Linked DNA regions of Rattus norvegicus: all the other regions are linked to region 1. A link is a contact called in public Hi-C data. All regions are on one chromosome and are shown on one strand. The core of a region is the stretch at or near the end of the contact, and the rest is flanking DNA. Distances in the headings are between cores, read along the strand shown. Region 1 holds the start of Tgif1 (TGFB-induced factor homeobox 1). Region 2 overlaps Dlgap1 (DLG associated protein 1). Region 3 holds the start of Myl12a (myosin light chain 12A).

The links. Hi-C and Micro-C count contacts between places; a contact is called where the count stands out from the background.
Region 2: a Hi-C map of the A7r5 cell line shows a contact between it and region 1, with 3 times the contacts expected there. The contact joins the enhancer-like site here to the promoter of Tgif1 in region 1. A contact is called at or near these places in 4 of 12 Hi-C or Micro-C datasets (the A7r5 cell line, the Rat2 cell line, Schwann cells and 1 more) and 1 of 1 datasets of contacts at active chromatin or transcription factors (oligodendrocytes).
Region 3: a contact with region 1 is called in a Hi-C map of the A7r5 cell line, with 2.8 times the contacts expected there. The contact joins the promoter of Myl12a here to the promoter of Tgif1 in region 1. A contact is called at or near these places in 3 of 12 Hi-C or Micro-C datasets (the A7r5 cell line, mammary epithelial cells and psoas muscle).

Annotation. Positions count from the first base shown.
Region 1 is chr9:118,202,749-118,205,951 of GRCr8, reverse strand. Tgif1 (TGFB-induced factor homeobox 1) reads left to right here and starts at 1,598. Exons shown (of 3, transcript NM_001015020.1): 1 at 1,598-1,703. The coding sequence starts at 1,646. LOC102555570 (a long non-coding RNA gene) reads right to left here. Exons shown (of 3, transcript XR_005489521.2): 3 at 1-3,203.
Region 2 is chr9:118,056,373-118,059,575 of GRCr8, reverse strand. All of the region lies in intron 6 of Dlgap1 (DLG associated protein 1), which reads right to left. LOC102555426 (a long non-coding RNA gene) reads left to right here. Exons shown (of 7, transcript XR_010055090.1): 4 at 1,168-1,269. Among named protein-coding and RNA genes, the nearest start is that of Tgif1, 150 kb to the left of the region's middle. Within about 2 kb of position 1,600, at least 6 of the 93 cell types and tissues checked have an H3K27ac peak or open chromatin away from gene starts, as enhancers often do. A contact at or near this core is called in the A7r5 cell line, where this site is marked.
Region 3 is chr9:118,344,532-118,347,734 of GRCr8, reverse strand. It overlaps Myl12a (myosin light chain 12A), which reads left to right and starts at 1,458. Exons shown (of 4, transcript NM_001135017.1): 1 at 1,458-1,569. It overlaps LOC102555687, which reads right to left and starts at 1,165. Exons shown (of 5, transcript XR_357340.5): 1 at 953-1,165; 2 at 35-118.

The DNA of each region.
Region 1 (3,203 bases), core at 349-2,848:
AATGAAGATACAAGATGTTGAAAATAAAGGAAATAAATACTAAGAGCTCAATAAGGCCATTGTTAGAAGAAAACCACAGTTCTCGTTCCACAGACAGACAGACGGTAATAGATCATTTATCCCCAGCCGAGTATGAGGGTGATCATGGCCCAGGGAACCCAGATTTGGGTAGATGCCAGAGACGTGTTCCACCATGGAAGTTATCATATGAGCTGCTAGTCATACACAAAGCTATAAATGAACGCACTTACCAAATACCTTGGTGGGGCTGAAGTGAGGTAAGTTAGAGAAGCCTGACACACCTATGGCACTTGTAGCCATTGAGGTGGTGGAAGCTGCCTGTCTGCTGAATTTTAAACTGAGAGTCAAAAGAAGGGTAGGCCGATACGGAAGCAGGTGATGGATGGCTAAGAGGGAGAGTTAAGATAGATCAGGATAATCTGACTCTGGATCTGTATCATTCCAACTGTCCCCAACCAGGAGGCCCTAATCAAGCACTCACCCAGCAGAATCAGCTAGGTGTGGCTTTTTCAGGGAACTTCAGCCCACATCACCTAGGTTAAGAAGAGTGACTTCCACTTTAAAAAAAAAAAAAAAAGGAAAGGCGGGCGACTGGGTTGACTTGAAGAAAGTGATCAGTAGTGCCAGCTACTTATTTCTGAAGAAGAGAATTATTCTGATAGTGTTGATAAACTCATCACAAGATGGCCGGGACCAACTCCGGCCCCTTGCAAAGACAATGGTTAGCTCTTGCCTTGAGCAGCTAGAGCTCCTCAGAGCTGAGATGTGACGAGATGATTACAAGTCCCTTGTGCAGTGTTGGAAGCCCAGCAGCCTGCATATTTTATAAATATCTGCCCTCGCTAGGCTTCGAGGGAACGAGATCCAATGACTATGTGAGTCCCACCAGACCCAGCACCTGATGGGAATCATACCTAATCGACCGTCCAGGTGAAACAAACACCTCCCTCAAGCCTTTAACGGACCTGGAGCACTTACTTATTCATCCCGCCTCCTCTCTCAGCCTTCCCAAGTTTGTGCCATTTGAATTTCTGCCCTTTCAGGGTCTGGAGACCGCGAAAACGGATTTGTCTTTTTAACAGCTCTGCTTGTCTTAAGACAAGAAAAGCTGTTAAAACAGAAGAAAAACAACAACAACAACAACAACACACACACACACACACACACACACACACACACACACACACAGAGATAATGGTGAGAAACGGTTATCACCAGGCTGTGAGAGCGCAGAAAAATCGTTCGGTTGCACTTAGACAATTTGATTATGAGGCATAAGCGTTCAGTAAGTAACACGTGGCAACAGCAACTAACCCGAAGTCACTTGAATCAGTTACACCGAGAGGCCCTGACACAGGCAGAACCGAAGCTTGTTTTTCCGCCGTGCAGACAGCGGATTAAAAAAAAATATTGCGGATGTTATGAGCTCGCGCCGGGGAGGAGGGGGGCGGGGGCGTTCCCCTTTTCTGGAGTTGTAAAAGACCCGGCGCACAGTCCTGCGGGAACGCGAAACTCCCAACGAGCTCGGCCTTAGGGGTGGAGTGGGGCTGGGGGAGGGGCACCGTGGGGCTTCAGCTGATCTCAGAACCCGGCCAGCGCGCTCCGGCTTCCCAACTGCCTCGAAATGATTTACACGAGCAGGAGGTGTGCATTGGCGGGGTCCGGCTGGCCTTCGCGTCACGGTGAGTTTTAATTCTGCATTTCCCCTCGCGTCCTGGTTTGAGAGAGGCTTCTTCTACTCTGTACCGGCTCCCGCTCGCCCTGTAAAGTTTGTTTTCAAACGGTAAACCCGGTTTCCACCAGTGCCGCCCGAGAATCGCATTCATTAGCCAGGCTGACTTGGGAGAAAAGAAAAGCTACCTTTGTGTACATAATGAGAGCCACCGCGTGGCCGCGCATAACCGCCGGGAAGGAACGTTTCGGCCTCGTGCTGCCGTGGGTTGGGCTTAGCGGACCCGAGGCGGGTTCCGTGGGGTGGCCCCCCGAAAGCCACAGTCCAAGTTAGCAAACAAAGCGACGAGGCAGTCACCGCCAGGTCCGGACTCGGCTCCTGCCACTCACGCCGTCCAGCTCCTCCTCCCTGCGTCTGTCCTCCCATCTCTCCCGAGTCCCCGGCGGATGTGAGCCACCAATCCCAGCCACAAACACCCCTTCAAACCCCAGAGCGAGGGCCCTCCAACGGGCGCCCGGGCCCTCCGCGGGCCCCCTCCCGCACCACAGGAGTCCCGCACTGGAGCGCAGCAGCTGAGTCATCCCCAGTCAGGTCCGGGAAAGCGCTGCGCCCCGGGCGGCTTGCGGAGGTGCTTGCCAGCCGGTGGGTTCGCCCTGGACACTGCCGTGCAACCGCCGCCTGCGCCGATTCCCGCGTGTGCTCTCTTACCGAGCGAGCGCTCTGCAAACCACAGGATTTGGGGGGAGGGGAGGGTCGTTTTGAGATTCCTGCCTGCTTACTGTGACTCTTCCTCCACTTGGTTCATTTTGGAAAAACCACCCAAGCTTCTTTTTTGACTCGGGGGTTTTAACGCGCTCCTCGGAACGGGTTGTCTTTGGGAAGGGGGCGCGGCGGAGGCTTGCTTTAATTTCCAACGTAATCGTAAACAGGTTCCAAAGTCTAGCGGGTCATCCTGTGGCCGCCTTAGTGTGACTCGGCTTTAACCTTGTTTTCACGGGTCTGTCTCCTCCTGCCGGATCTCCACCGAGGTCACAAAACCAGAACAGCCACAGAGCCGAAACTAGAGACACCGGCGGTGACGTCGCTACAAAGCTTATTTACGTTTGGGGTTTTTCTTCGTTTTTTTCCCCCCCTCTAATGGGGAAAGTCTTCCGTGACATGTGACAGTTGGTTTTCTTTGCATTTTTTTTTTTTAAACAACCGGGCATAGGTAGAATCTAGACCCAGAAGTGCGGGCATGTGCGTCTCGAAGTTGGCCAAAACAGCATCTGGCTTGTATTTGGGGAGGGGGGGATTCTTCGTGGAACTCCCTTTGGAGCGCCCCTCTCAAGCAAAATAAACCAATAGGAACGAGTGTTTATTTAATGGCTAGTTTCTGTTTGAAATACTGAAGGGTGGAGGGGAGTGTCCTCTGGTGGGATATTAGCCCACAAAGTAGACACTGTTTACCGAAACAGATGAGCAGTCCAGGCGTAGTCGTCCATCTTTTTTCTAAAGGCGTGTGGGGGGT
Region 2 (3,203 bases), core at 351-2,850, 150 kb after region 1:
TGATAGTGTCCTCTTCCTGTCTCAGGGGTTAGGAGCCCTGAGCATGCTCTGATGGAGAGGCCCCCTGAAGACTGATGAGTGAGAGTGGAGGCAAAGTCTTCATGAGAGCCTGAGGGCAGAGGCTGTACGACTTCTGTTGATGAGGGTAGGCGGGTGGGGGAAGAAACCATCACCAGAGAGACATTGATCCTTTTATGTGGTGGGAAGGATTGCGGTCATATATCCCTATAGTAGATGGGGAAATAGACCTAACAAATGTATGGTTTTACTTGTATTGTGGGGGTGTGGGGAATCAATCTCAGGCTTTCAGAAGTGCTAGGGAAGAAGCTGCCCTCAGTCCATGAGATATTCAACTTTGGTGTTTAAAATGCTCCCTGTGTCCCCATTAGCGCCATGTATGATGAGTTTCAGGAGAAGAAAGAAGAGTTTAAACTAACAAACACACCACAACCTGTATTAGAAAAATCACTTAGAGGAACTATAAGAGCCAGGACTTGCTTAGTCAAAATGCCTGAGCAAAATAAAAGTATATATATATTTAACTATTGTTGGGCTGAAGAGATGGCTCAGTGGTTAAGAGCACTGACTGTTCTCCCAGAGATCCTGAGTTCAATTCCCAGCAACCACATAGTGACTCACAACCATCTGTAATGGGATTTGATGTCCTCTTCTGGTGTGCATGAAGACAGCTACAGTGTACTTTAATTAATTAATTAAAAAATATCATGTCAGAAACATTTAACCATGGGTCCTCTGAAGTTCCTAAAATTGATAAAAAAAGACTTTTAGGAATTCCAAAGGTTCTGCTCCCCAGCTCCATTTTGAAGAGAATTGTAGGCATGTCTTGTTTAGCAGAGAAATGTCTAGTGAGACCCCATGGAAGGCCATAAAGATGAGCAGACTCAGGGGCCACGCCATTAGATGGACAAAGTTCAGGGTGAATTCAACGTGCAGTCACAAAATGAGTTGAGAGGTTTATGGAAAACAGACAATTCAGGACATGGGACAAAAATTTGATGAATACACCTGAGAGCTGTGAAAAGTCATTCCCCGGAAGCAGGCCTGGGTCCCTCAGTGGAGGAACCGGAAGCCTGTGGGCTTTAGAACTCCTGTGGGCCACTGATTACTGTGGCGCCTCCTCCTGAGTGTTCTCTCTAATTTGGACAGGAATGTACTCCAAAGGCATATGTGTTGAAAGCTTGGTCACCAAGGCAATGTCCGGGGCTGGGATTTCAAGAGCAATCCGATCAGAAGGACGCTCGCTAATCAGTAAGTGTTGTAAGCCACTGGCGGATTTATGATTGAATAGACATTGGGAGATGGTGGACGCTGTGAAGGGTGGGCCTGTGGTGGTGTGCTTTATCATGGTTGGGGACACACTGGAGGAAGATCGCTCACCTTAAAGCAACTAAACAGAAGGGGGCAATGGAAGGAGGGAAGGAGAGAGGAGATGGAGAGACAGACAGAAGAAAGAGTTCTAGGGATGGAGTCCCAGGATCTTCTTCAGGGGCTGCCCCTACTAACTTCCCAGAGTTCCACTGTCTTCTAGTAGAGCGAGAGGCTGATGACTAAGCCCCCATGCATGAGACTCTGGGACATTTTTGATCCAAATTACAGTGCAGAATCTGATTTAAAACATGTCTGTTTAAGAGCTGCTATGCACTGCAGGGTGATACGTTTCACAGCAACAGCCAGGCAAGAGTCATGTTTGGGACCTGACGTTGGTCTCACCTCACATTGTCCCCACATTCTGCCCTGGCCATTCTTTCATGTCCCCGAATGCTAGCTAACTGGAGCTTCCTCTGCACTTTCATCCATTATCGCCCACTTAGTGCACGAGGGCTTTCTCCAGAGGCCTCTCCAAGCCTCTCCTTCAGTTGCTTCCTTGAGTGATTGTCCTATGGGCCCTGCGTTCTCTTCCGTGAGCGCAGTCATCTCTGATGATTTGATTCATGCCAGTCCTCAACCTCTAGACTGCAAACCCCGTGAGAACAGAGAGCGAGATTCCCTTTGATCACTGTGGAATTCCTGGCTTCAGCAAGTGCTGGATAAATATTTGTCAAGCAGATGAATCGAATATCCGATGCTGCTGATAAGGACTCCCTCCTCGCCCTGGCCTTAATAACTCACCACTATTCTTTTTGCTCATGTGCTGTGCAAACCTGGATACCCAGCCACAGGAAGTGGGCAAGACCATGTGACTTATTAATCACTGGGCTGTGCTCTGTGGGGGCAGCTGGTCACCCGGAAAACTCTAGAAGCCCAGGAAAAGTAGCCATGAGAAGTCCTGGGAATGTGTGGGTTTGGGGTTGAAAGAGTAAGGGGCAATTTGTGCTCTCTCTCATTTATGGTTTAAGAGGAAATGGAGGAGGGGGCTTTCTTGAGCGTCCTGAGAAGTTAGTGGTGGTCAGGCTGAAGCACTGCTAGGTTTTTTTGCTGGGTCAGGAGCTATTTTCCACCCCATATCTACAGTAGAAGGAACCTGCTGGCTCAGGGCCAGGCAAAGTGCAGTAACTGCGCTCACTCCTCTATACAATATGCACACACACATATTCACACACACACAAACACATACATGCACACACACATGCATACATACAGAACACATTCATACACACATACACACATACATCTGTATACACACACACCCATACACCCATCTGCGCACACACACATACACACATATCCATACATATATGTACACATATATACATGCATGCACACACACATTAGTACACATACACAAACATACATGCACACACACATACATCATACACACATCTGTATACACACACACACACACACACACACACACACACACACACAGACAACTGCACAGGGCATGGAATCCAGAGCCGTGACACAAAAGCACAGCTCTCACCTCAGAGGAACAAGAGTTTATTCTGAAGCCAACTATGAATGCCTTGGAAAATACCTCTCTCCAATGCGCTAACGGTTTGATGAAGTTTTTATAGTTACAGAACAAAGTCATAAATCAGGACATTTTAAAAGTACATTGGTGAGACTATTAGGTATGACTGCAGAGGGGAATAATTCTGCTCTTAGACATAAATGATATCTGATGGCATTCTTAGCTTCTGGGTTGGTGAAAGCTAGTGGCCTGTTAGTACATTCTAAAAGGATTGACCTGAATAGTCACAAGGGTGTTAGGTCAAACATGAGTGGGCAATGAATGACTGTGA
Region 3 (3,203 bases), core at 209-2,708, 140 kb before region 1:
GTCGAGCAAACCATAGCCCCTCCACAGTACTTACCAGTTTAAAACCTATTGATTAATTTGGTAAGGATACATCGGCAACTCCTAGGAAAGCGACAAGATACTGTTTTCCAGCTGAGACCTGAGACGGAACAGAAGCTGCTCATTTCCTCGTCCACAGAATGCGGTTTGGTGTTCCCCTTCCGGACAGGGAGCTTTCCAGTAGGGCAGACCATATCCTTGTGGAGGTGCATGCACTGCAGAAGCCTCATTGCCTCAGAAGCCACCTCTGTTTCTGACTGCTCAGACCTCTGAGTTTGTACTGTCACGGCTGTATCCCCAATCTTCCCTAGAAGTCATGTTGGGCTTCTTAAGTCCTTGACAACCCAGAACCCTCTCTTAAAGACCTTAGCTTAGGGAGCTGGAGGTGAAGTACTTAGTTACTTGTATTTTTAGTTACCACTCCAAGTGAATATCAAAGAAGGGAGGGAAACTTTGTTTCTGCCATCTATAGGATTACGGTATTTTTTTCTCTCATTGGCCTTGCCTCTGAATTAACTTTAAACCGCATCACTAATTAATGAGACGAATGCTTCTTGAAGGAAACAACTGATCTTAGGGATATTTAACACATATCCTTATTGTCTCGCCAGGATTGTGACCCCTCTTCCTTTAAAGAGGAACTATTGTTAGCAGCTGAGCCACGCAAGAAGACCCGGCGAGTAAATAGGTCCAGCACTTTATTCCAATTACATCATTCACCCTGGAGCGGTAGGTGGGGCAGGCAGGAGTCACCATCAGGGTAAAAGGGGACTCTGGAAGAAAGTTCCAGAGAACGTTTTGCAAGAGGGAGCGGAACAATCAAAACTGAATTCATGAACTCTATGTGGGCCAAAGAGGCAGCGCGGCCCTGAAACTTTAGTATTCCGTCCCGCGTGGGAAAAGTGAGGAGCTATTTTAAAATTCCTTTTCATACTTTTCGAGTTGCTCGCACACTCCCTTCCGCGCCGCCCAGACACTGAGGCGCTGACCCACAGGCTGATTCACACTAGTTTCCCGCGCAGGCGCACTCCAGCCGAGCGGGGGCGCCGGGCTGGGGAGCGGGGCCAAGGCTAGTCACGTGAGACCCGCGGCACTTCTCTCCTCAATTTCCCTAAATGGACTTAGACGGGGTTCCCCGCCTATCTCCACGCTCTGGAATGCGGGCAGAGGAGAGCTCCAGGACAGGCGCAACCATCTGCCGAAGAGGGGGGAGGAAGCAGAATCACAGTTCAAACGGAGACGCGAGAAAGACGAAGAGTCAGTAATTAGACCGAGAGGTCCTCCACACGTCCATTTCAGCCCTAAACTCCCCGTTCGGTACTTCTCATCGGCGCCCTGAGCCCGCCATCTGCTCTGACACCTTCCCTGAGGTCCCCCTCCCGTCAGGGCTGGCCCATAGAGGCGGCGGAGAATGGCCGCCAGGCTTCCTTCCGGTTTGCGAGCGGAGGCCGGAAGTGGCCGTTCTTGGGCGGCTGGAAAGTTAGAAAGTTTGTGAGGGCGGCGGCAAAGCTTCGCAGAGACGCTCACTCTTGGTTCTCGCGGCTGAGCAGGGTGAGTGGTGCTGGCCGCCGAGCGGGCGTGGCCCGGCCCCAGGAGGTGTCCTCGCCGGGCGGCGGTGAACGTGGGGGCCGCCGGGAGCCGCGGCTGGGGAGCGCACCTGGGCAGGTGTGTCTCCGCGAGCCCGGGGAGAGCGGGGCGTGGAGCAACGGGCCGGGGAGCCGGGGCAGCCCGGGCGCAGACGTCGCTCTGCTTCCCAAACTTGGATCTTGGGAAATGTTGCTTAGCTCGCCAGCGCGGTGCGCCTTGGACCATTGCCTGCCCGCGAAACCAGAGCCCCACAGAGCTGACTCCGGAGCTCTGTTGAGTTGCTAACGTAAACTTGCGGGAACCGAGAGAGTTGTGGATAAAACCGTAGCACAGCCGCCCTCGGCCCTGTCTTTGCAGCTCAGCGCGCGCCCCTCTAAGTAGAACTTTTAAAAGTGCTATTTGAACAGAGAGGAGATTGAAGTTTTGTTTGCCTGATATTAAGAGTCAGTAGGGATGTAAATATATAAGATCTTTAGGGATCTTTTAAGATTTTAACTTCTTTAGTGCAAAACTTGTGTCAAAGGGTGACGAAAGTGAATCTCCACTAAAGTTGCTGGTATTTTCTTTTTTCTGGATGGCTTTTGATGAGGATTAATTAGAAAAGCATTTTTTGTCTTCAAAAGTGAAGCGTGGTTCATTAGTCAATCCTGGCAACTAATGACTTTTTTAAAGGTGCTCAGAACTCTTGGGTGTGGCTGTCTAGGAAAATCCAAGCTGACTCTCAACCGGAAGTGTGCCTAAGAAGTAAAAACGTGGTTTTCCTTGAAACTGAAATAACAGCTTGAAAATACACTTTAAAAAACTGAGTTTATCGCCCTCCCCCATCTCGTCTTGTAAAAAAGTGCATTGATTTGATCTGGATTTCAAAGCAAGCCATACCTAGATGCTACCACACTGTGAGGTTTTGAAATGGGAGTTTTCCAAAGGATATATTTCTCAGTTTTAAAAGAGTTTTTTTTATTAAAAGATATTAAGTTAGTAGGCTGTAGTGTAAATGTTCTATTAAGAATTTCTATCTTTTATATCTATTACTAGTTTAGGCATGTGAGATCCTACTATTTAAATTTAGGCAATCTCAGGTATATCTTAGTGTGGATTAAAAGGTTTCATAGGGTACTTTGTTGTTGTTGCTGTTGTTGTTTGTTTGTTATTTTGGATAGGGTCTCCTTTTAGCCCAGACTGGCCTGGAACTTGAGATGGTCTTTCTGCTTCAAGGGCTAGGATTATAAGCCCAGTTATGAGCCCCACATCAAACTTTATCATAGTTTCTATAAATTCTACATTTCTAAAGATTCTGTGAAATCTGGTTGCCCTCGGCATGTGTGGAAAGCCTCTTCGAGGCTGTCTTCATAGTCTGACGTCTTCCTTAATCAAGAGGCTCCCATTTAGTCAACTGCTAAAACATGAAACTTCTTGGGCGGGAATGTAGCTCAGTGGCAGAGTGCATACCTAGCGTACATGATCCAGAACTGCAGAACAACCCACACCATACAACACGCATTGCTACAACCCTGTCTTAGTTTAAAACTAAGTCAGACTCCTTTCCGTCTGTAAACAGAAACTGTCTTGACCACCCGCTCCCTTCCTTTTCTTTCTGG